Linked DNA regions of Mus musculus: region 1 is linked to region 2. Evidence: chromatin contacts called from public Hi-C data. All regions are on one chromosome and are shown on one strand. Each heading gives the region's core, a stretch centred on a gene start, on an enhancer-like site or on the middle of the called end of the contact. The rest is flanking DNA. Distances are from core to core; before and after follow the strand shown.

Region 1 (4,660 bases), core at 906-3,405, 180 kb before region 2:
TCAGGTAGGCTCCATCTCCTAAAGTTTCCACAGCCTCTCCACAAAGAACCACCACCTGGGGAAGCAGGAATTCAACACAGAAGCCTGTGGGGACATTTCACATTCCAACCCCAGGGCTACTCACCGCAGGCACATCGATTGATGGAAAAAAAAAAAAAGACAGAGGGAGATCTACCTGCTCTGCCCTTGCTGGAACTGTCTATCAATCTGAGTAGATTTTACAACCTAGCACTGGGTGAAAGGGCACAGTCACACACTGAGCATATTACTAAAACTGTTGGAAGTCTTAGAGAATCTAAGAGAATGAATGAAACTAGATTTGGATGTTTGTTAATTTGAGTAAGTGGGCAAGTGGTATGTGTTATATTGTCTTTTATATCTTGAATGTTTTCATTACTAAATTCATTTGTTTATAATCTCCTACTTTGATATGAAAATTACATACAGCAGAGGCTGGGAGATGACTCAGAGTTAAGAGTGCTTGTTCAGCTAGCATGAGGGTCTTAGACGGACTTCCCAGCATCCACACTAAACTGCCTTCTAGGTGATCTTCTGAAAACCACAGATCACTGCTGCTCTGAGCCTTTGTCTGGGAGGCTTCTGACTGCAGGGATTGGCAGCACTGGTTAGTGCAGAGGCTCACAGTGGGTCAAGACGATAGGAATCATTATTCCGGTCTACAGTGGCCTATTTGACCCTACCTGGGTCACCATATCAAGGGTCAGGAAGCTTTCCTAAGAAAGTAGGAAGAACACAGGCTTGGAGGATGGAAAGTATGCTATAAAACAAGGATGCCTTCTGGACAGGACATGGCATCTCACTCATTATCTCACTGTAGCTATGGTTACCCATGGAAGAGATGCACAAGACTGGGAACAGCAGCATCTCTTCATGAAGAGGAAAGCCTTTTTGAGGAGGCACCTCTGTCTGAGAGACTAAGTCTGATGGTGCTGGGGTCAGGAGGTCAGTCTTCAGTGATGGAGATGCTAACAAGTTGCCCATGCCCCAGGGAATGCTCCTACCCCTGACTATGCAGACAAATCAGGCAGACAACAGACAGACCAACAGACAGACACACACCTACTCTCTCTCTCTCTCTCTCTCTCTCTCACACACACACACACACACACACACACACACACACACACACACACACACGGAAGAGGACTTTCTAGAATGGAGAAAGAATGAGAAACTAAAGAGGAATGGACGTGAGTAGAACTCATTATTTATATTATGAAACTGACAAAGAATTAAAAAACCATTTAAGACCTGTTCAAATAGTAGGTACAAGCACTACTTGTGGGCCGTAAAGTGACAGATTGTGATGCTATATATTAATGAAAATGCATGCCACAGTGAGACTGACTTATGTGCTAACCAAAACTTTAATAAAAAAAAAATCAATCTAAAATACCAAAAAGATGGAAATGGTATTACATGCCTGTAACCCCAGCTCTGGGAAAATGGAGAAGCAGACACAGGGAGACCTAAGAGCTCCCTGGTGTACATTCTAGTCAAAGCCGATCTGCTGTGTCAGTGACACCCATCAAGGCCATAAGACAGAGGGTAAGATAGAAAGACACCAGCCATCCTACTCTGGCCTTCTCATGGGCATATGTACTCACAAACATGGATGCATGCATCACATACACACACATGCACACACACACACACACACACACACACACACACACACACACACACACCCAACACCACAAACGCAAAGCACCAGCACCACTCATACATACACACACACATACATACACATATGTATACACACATACAAAAATGCACATACATACCTTTACACATATACCCACATGTAAATGTACATACACATGTAAACATGGAGATACATACCATATATACATACACCCACCTCACACATACAATCCCACACAGCGACATTCATAAGTCTTTGCTTGACCATTTGCTGAGTTTATGATATATGCATATGCCTCTGTGGCTATGATATATAGACCACAGCCCTCACCCTAGGAAACCATGCCCCATTTTCTCACTTACAAGTAGAAGGGACCATATTGCAAGAGACTCAGAATAGAAAATGTGACAAGGACTAGCCACAGGGATTCTTGTGCCTGGAAAGAAAGGTTTCGGATTTCAGGAACACAGTTAACCAGCGTCCACTGTAAAAGTGGGCTGTGTGCCCTGCTGACTCAATGCCTCGTCTGAACCCACAGAGCTGAAGGCAAAACAGAAGCACAGAGTTGACAATGATGGCAGGAACCTGATGTGGAACAAAGTGGGAACTGGGCAAGGAATGATAGGAAAGATTGGAGAGAAGTCAGGGGTTTAGGCTAGTGGGGCGACTTGTGTGGGCATCTAATCTGCCCTGGATTTAGGGCAACTCCACCATAGAGATTCCATCTCCTTCCTGGTTCTATCCTGAAGCATACATGGCATCTTGGGCACAGACTGTTTCTGACTGGACTTATGAGAGTTGGCCCCATAGTTCTCATCCAGACATGGGACCTCAGGGCCACCACAGCTTAGGTCACTGGTCAGTCCTTCCCTTCGTGACTGTCTTTAAGTCATCCCTGGTCTGGTGTGTCCAGGAGAGATTGTACAGAGTATGAAGTGTTGTCTGAGACCAAAACAAGTAAGTCATTGCAGGCAACTAATGCAATAACCTGTGTGTGCATGTGTGCACATGCCTGAGTGTGTGTGCCTGTGTGTGTGATCTCCCTCTACTCTCCTTTGCACACAACTGCACATATACTTTAATTCTACCAAGCCAAGCCCAGTGGAAGTGTCTTTAGCATTCTTCCCAAAGCTATGCACCATGGTTTTCTATTTTAATAAAGCCAGAAGGAGAGGCAATAGCTGGCACAGTAAGCCCACACGGTGCAGGAAATTTCCAGTCAGCCATCACACAAAGCAAGCTCACCTTCCTTTCAGAGGCACCAGGACCCAGAAACTGTAGGGGTATTGAGCGGCACAGGGGGGAGAGTCTGAGAACAAGGGCAGCTATGTGCGGTTGGCCAGAGCCGTGGTGAAACGCCAGTGGCATTTACTCTGGGCATGGAGGCACCTACCTATACGCATGACTGATTTAACTAATATAACAAGTTCTTTCTTAGTTTTGCACCTTGGAGACCATGAAAAAAAGAGGCAAAAGAAATCCAAAGTAAATGAATAAAATCAGTATTTTCTTTTACTGGAAAATACGAGAGCTATACAGTAAACCCTTACACTATTTCCATCTGTTGGATAGATGAATCAAGAATAGTTTTATATTTATAATTACAGAGAGAACGTGTGAAAGACCCTTATTCCTTTTTTTCCTCCTCTTAAAAACTGGTGAATAGGTCCTTTAGTGCCCAATCTTAAATGAATGTTGTATATTTTGGCATGGTGTCAAAGTGTTAACAGAACTAATACTACGGTCTTCCAAGGGGGGGAAACAAATAGTTTAACACTGAGGTATTTAGAAGCAGGTGCTCCACACAGTTAAAGACCATTGTGGCTTTGAAGGCAACCTTCCAGAAACCAGAACTCTGCAAAATGAATGCACTGTCAGTTCGATCAAATATCTGGGGTGCCTGCTTCTGTTACGGAAAGAAACCAGAGTCAAAGAGCACAGAAAAGTTATGCTTAGTTAAGTGTAATGTACAAGACACGTCTTAAAGGCTGCCAATGTCCTAAGGAAAAGCACACATAGTGTTCAGTTATTCAGATCTGACAATAAGGCCCCAGCAGTCCTGATACTTACTGGTTTTCACTTAATACATCAACAGGATACATTAAACACATGCTGTGTTAGCTTTTCCGGGGGAAATACAACCACCACAGATGGTCATCCCACAGACAAAGTATGATTTCATCAAAGTCCAACTTGGTGGGACCAAAAAATTTATTGTGCTTTCTTTCAGAGGATAGGTGTGGAATTCTTTACAGGAGTATGGGTGACCCCCAAACAAGCTGCGTTACCACTAAGTTCCACTCTTTCATGGTGACCTCATGGTAGCTACACTATAGTGGCTCAGTTTCAACCAGCCTTTCATGTCTATATATAAGCCAGCATCTCTCAAGCTCTCTTGGCACTGAGGTGAGAGGGTAAAGGCTTTTGGGACCCCAGGCAGGGTTTCCTGAACTTCCATAGAGACTGACAGTAACTCCATCACCAGGATCAAGATCTAGCAACCACTGGGTTCATTCTGTTAGCTATGAAGCAAAGTCCAAGAATTCAGCCTTGTGGTGACCACAAGAAAAAGTTCTCCACAACATTACTTGAAAAGGAAGGAATAAAAATAGTATCCTGAGTAGACAAAAACTGAAATTGGAATTTTGTAATATAAAGGAAAGCTGTAATGGGCATAAAAAACAAATATTAATAATGTAAAATTAAAGAAAAATAGAAAATAACGGGAATAAAGGAAAGGGGGTAGGGACGGTCCAAGGAAAATACAGCTAAGAAACTTTGACTTTCCTGTCAGTGAAAGAAAGAAGATACACTTGAGCATTCAACCAACCCCAACCATTAGGATTGGCTCCTGAGAAGAGAACCTGTTACATTCTACAAATGGCATTTTGGAGTGTCCCTGAGACACTGAGAACCTGACTATACTCGTGACAATAGAGCCATTACTTCTGTTCTGGCTGTCACACACTCTTAGTGTCAAGTGAGAAATCCTAG
Region 2 (5,106 bases), core at 960-3,459:
CTCCTCTAAATGTATAGACGTTCACTGAGATCTATAGACTTCTGATCTGGTTAATTTGGATATGTGATCTTTTAATTTGTTTTTTAATTTTTTTAAACTTTATTTTATCTTATGTGATGAGTGTTTTGCCTGCATGTATGCCTGCACCACATATGAACGTTGTGTTCATGGAGGTCAGAAGAGGGAACTAGATCCCCTGGAACGGGAGTTAAAGATAGTTGTGAGCTGCAGCATGGGCACTGGAGTTACAGATGGTTGTGAGCTGCAGCATGGGCACTGGAGTTACAGATGGTTGTGAGCTGCAGTATGGGCACTGGAGTTACAGATGGTTGTGAGCTGCAGCGTGGGCACTGGAGTTACAGATGGTTGTGAGCTGCAGCGTGGGCACTGGAGTTACAGATGGTTGTGAGCTGCAGTGTGGGCGCTGGAAAAGAACCCAGCTCTCTGCAAGAGCAGCAAGAACTCTTAACCACTGTGCCACCTCTCAGACCCAAATGTTGAAATTCTTAAACTTCCTTTTATTGTTAATAACTAGTTTAATAAGACGTTTACTCACAACTAAACCAAGTATCTTAGATTCCCTTAACATAGCCTGGGATTCATAGTGGTAGCCATCACCACATAGGGTATATTAAAGATGAATATTCACAAATGATAATGTAACTACTTCACCTATTTGCATGGCAAAATACAAATTTAATGCCCTAGGGCTCATTTTCAAAGACAGAGAACTATCATATGCAAAATTATAGAAATATGTTGCTATATCTTCAATGTTTTATCTTCTAACTTACAGAGCAGGTGTGAATGGCATGCTAACAATTTAAAGTTACCTTAGATTGCCAATAAAGAAACAATAACATTTAAAAAATACTAATAGGCTAATTGTACAGCCCTATTTTTGGAGCCAGGTAACTCACCTTTTTGCAAGAACATTGTAAAAAAACAAACAAGCAAACACTACAAGAGTTGAGGCTTTGTAGAGTCACCTTAATGGAGAGGTGTGACGCTCTGGAGCAAATGGCACTGGGTGTTTTTCAAAAGTGAGGAAACTGGTACAGCTCTTCTGAGTCTAGACCTTCTGTTGATCCAACCCCAAAGATGGCAGAGAAATAAATGTGAGAATGGTGTACCTCACCAGGCATGGTGATGCATGCCTTTAGTCCCAGCACTCAGGAGACAGACAGAGAGACATGAGGATCAATGCGTTCAAGGCCAGACTGGTCTACAAAACATGTTCCAAGACAGCCAGGGCTACACTGTGAGACCCTGTCTCAAAAATTGGAAAAAAAAAATTTTTAAAGGTAGTGCACCTCGTAAATTCATGTAAAGGATAATAAAATGGTCAGCTTGAAGCTAAAAATAAGGAAATAAATATATAATGCTCTAAAAGGAAAGAGGTGTTGTCACTGTTTTCTAGGAGGTTAGGAGTGGGAGAAACTGGGGAATACCCCTGTTTGACCCCACAGCAATGAGTGTGTCAAGCACTGGGCATTCAGGCAGAGGCAGGGAATCCAGTCAGCAGATGGACTGGGTACCCCATGTCCCAGTTTTTGCTCCATCTTTCCTCAAAGGGCCAGGAGATTACAGCTGAATAAGATAACATCCCTTGAGAAAGAAAAAAACCAGGCTATAAGTTCAATCACAGCACTCATTTAAATAAACAGGTGGGGCAGCTCACTTTTGGAGTCCTGTTGCTGGGACAATGGAGACAGGGTTGTCTCAGAGGCTCGTGGGCCAGCCAGTCTAGCTTACTAAGTGAGTTCAGGCCATGGGGAGACCCTGTCTCAAAAAAAGTGGCTTGTCCAAACACCACCTGAGGTGATCACTGGCCTCCATACACGTTGGTAATGGCATGCAAACAGTACATATACTTGAAAATGTATATACACAAATAAAGAGAGAAGAGGGAGAGAAAGGAGATGTGGATGAGGAGAGAGGAAAAAGTAAACAATGAAAGAGAGACAGAGAGATAGAGAGAGATGCCAGGGCATAGGGTCTCTAACCTGAGGAACTTCTGTCTCATTCCCCAGGAATGACTCAAATAAGCTTTGGTTTTGTCTCCTGCCTCTGCCAAGCTAGTGGCTTCTTGGTTTGTTTTTAGATCTTGCACTAATAAAATTATGGTAAGTTGAAAATGCCATTAACTTGGAAATGCACTGGGTCACCCGCTGACTCAGCAGCACAATATCTTGTCAAGTGGGGACTGCGCACTCTGGTGCTCTCATGACTCCTTACTCTGCTGGCGTCACAAAGAGCATCCTCTCTTTCTGTCTACTGCCTACCAGCAGTAAACTTCAGACTTTAAGTGAGAGTCCTACTGTATACCATTTCACACCATCAGAAAGTTTAAAAACTCTATGGGTTGAAGCGTCACAGGGTGAGATTGTGTGCACATGGCCAGAAAAAGCTAACTTACCCTTCTAAGTAGTGTGACCTGCAGCAGAAACCTGGTCCCCTTAGTGGTGAGGATAAGGTAACTGAGTAGGCGACCCATGCCAGGAAAGGCAGACAGAATGACCTAGATCTAAGAGTAACCTTAACTACTTTAAAAGTGTGTGTGTGTGTGTGTGTGTGTCTGTGTGTCTGTGTGTCTGTGTGTGTGTGTGTGTGTGTATACACAGGTGCCTGAAGGCACCAGTAGAGGGTGTTCAATCTTCTGGAGCTAGAGGCACAGGTGGTTGTGAGCAGCCTACATATTATGGGTTCTGTGGAAGAGCAGCAAACACCCTCAACTGTTGAATCTCCCTACAGCCCTTTTCATGGTCCCAGTAGTCTCAAGGAGATAAGGGAAGACAATTCTGAGAGAAAGACCCATAAGGGGCCAACTTGACATATGTAAATGAGATAGCTATGCAAAATATGATGCTTTGGGCTATCAGTGCGTGCGCTCTGATCCAGAACCAGTGAGGTAGCAATCTCGGATTTCAAGGCCAGCCTGGGCTGCAGAGTGAGACTTTGTCTCAAAATACAAAGAACCGGAACAAAACAAAGGGAAAGAAAATCCCTCTGATAAAAACAACAGACAAAGGAAATGTCCCAGTGGTAATTCAGTCAAGAAACCAGATGGGCACCACTGTTGCCCTTACAAAAGACTGGCAAAGGATGAGGATAAACTCCCAGAAGGGGCTGAGTAATACTTATTAAACATACACGTAGCCTACACTCCAGTCATCCCACTGCTGAGCACAGACAAGCCGAGAGAGAAGCAGGCATATTTTCATAAAAGTGCAATAATAAGACTCCTCCCGTCAGATCTACTGAGGGAGTGGGTAGCTAGAGACCACTCAGGTGTCCATCTTCAGCATGGTGAACACAATGCATCATGGGTACTCTGCAGCAATGCATCATGGGTACTCTGCAGCTGGTCTCTAACGCGCGGGTGGCTGTGTAGGACTGACCCAGGTAGAGAGTCCAGAACAGAACTGAATTTTGGAGCCTCTGGTAAGAGAAGAAAATGAGATAAATGTCAGACTCACAGGATTGTTCACGTCCATAAATCCTTGGATTAGGATGAAGGCCTTTAGCAACTTTCCCACAACACTCATACACAAAATCAATATTGTGTTATCATAATTAAATGTACTAATGAGAGATTGGGCTTTCAAGAGATGTCTGTGCCAAGAGTGCCACGTCCCCACAGGGGGCAACCATAACATTCTAACCCGCCTCGCAGCACAATAAGCTGCATTATTAAGTAAAATTCGGCCTTGTGGTCAGTTTGGATTGGGTTGGAGAGGGTATCGTTTTGATTAGAAAACTACACACTATTCTCTCTGTGCACTTTTCCATTGGACTTAAAAACAGCAAATATTAGCGGGCCTAATGTCGAGAGACGGTTTGTTTTCTTGGCCGAGCTGTTCTCCTAGTAGAACATATCCCCACCACCTCTCCATGTGGAAACCTGAATTTGGCCAAGATTTGTGGCAGTTACTTCATGACCAGGTGGGCTGGAGTCTGCTTCTCCAACAATAAACATTTTGTGAGCTGCCATTGTGACTACAAAGAGCCTTTATCCACCTACAAGTTATGTCCCTTGTAACTCCACAAGAATTCAGTCATGGGGGAAAGAAAATAAACACGTTATGCCACCAGGTATGAAATGCAGGCCACAGGTGCATAAAACACACCATCCTTTATTATTATTCCATAATAATGTAATTTCTAGTTTTGCCTTCCAGTTCTTCAAAGTCTGCCTGTGGCTTGCTTGGGAACCCTGGGGGTCTGGGGAAAGGTCAGGCATGAAGAAGTAGCATCGGGGTCTTGATGTCACTAGCTCTCAAGTGTGTCTTCTGAGACACCCTGACTATGCTGCATTGATGGGATGCATTGGGTTATCAGTATGTAGACCACACAGAAAGACAAGTTCTAATGCATTGACTCCCGATGCAGCTGTCTCCTGCCACCTCTATGCTACTCTCTAATGCACGAAGTCATGCGGGAGGCCCGGGTGTCAGCACTGAAGCCTGTAATGTCATCTAATGCCAGGCCTCCCTCCCTAGAGCCCTCACTGAGAACTATGCTATATCGAACAGACCCAGGCTCCCATCCTCCTGACTCTGCATGCTCCACGAACACCTTCCCTGTCAGTCTTCCGTTCCGTTCCATCCCCATCAGTCCACCAGGATTATTTTTGCTCTAGAGAAAGAGGACTTCTTGGCAACGTGGTTTCTACCCATAACACACAAAGTTGCCTCCACTGCCCTGAAAGGGAGAATTACTTCCCTGTACGTTACATATGATGTGTGCACTGTACATATTTTGTGTCTCTAATACAAACAATGCATGAGAATCTATGTATACAATAACATAGGGTTTAGATAAGAGCTTGATGGGACTGGGGAGATGGGTCACATGCACAAACACAGGAGCCTGTGTTCATATCCTGCGTTCATGAAGGAAGTCAGTGTGCCAGAGTACATCTGTAACCCCCAGAGCATGTCTGTAATTCTGAACTGGGAGACAGACATAGGAGGAGCTCAGCCAAGTGGGGAGTTTACGGCTCAGTGGGATAGCCTGGGATAGCCTGTCTCAAAACAGTGACTTAGAGAGCCGCAGAGAAAGATGGAGATGCCTCCCACTGTACTCTGGACATGCGCGCGCGCA

The links. A called contact is a pair of places that touch in the nucleus more often than the background predicts.
Region 1: a contact with region 2 is called in a Hi-C map of the C2C12 cell line, with 1.7 times the contacts expected there. The contact joins two enhancer-like sites. A contact is called at or near these places in 2 of 484 Hi-C or Micro-C datasets (the C2C12 cell line and liver).

What each region holds. Positions count from the first base shown.
Region 1 is chr6:143,557,021-143,561,680 of GRCm38.p6, reverse strand. No RefSeq gene overlaps it. Among named protein-coding and RNA genes, the nearest start is that of 4930579D09Rik, 24 kb to the right of the region's middle. Within about 2 kb of position 2,155, at least 25 of the 459 cell types and tissues checked have an H3K27ac peak or open chromatin away from gene starts, as enhancers often do. A contact at or near this core is called in the C2C12 cell line, where this site is marked.
Region 2 is chr6:143,377,749-143,382,854 of GRCm38.p6, reverse strand. No RefSeq gene overlaps it. Among named protein-coding and RNA genes, the nearest start is that of Gm31427, 73 kb to the left of the region's middle. Within about 2 kb of position 2,209, at least 6 of the 459 cell types and tissues checked have an H3K27ac peak or open chromatin away from gene starts, as enhancers often do. A contact at or near this core is called in the C2C12 cell line, where this site is marked.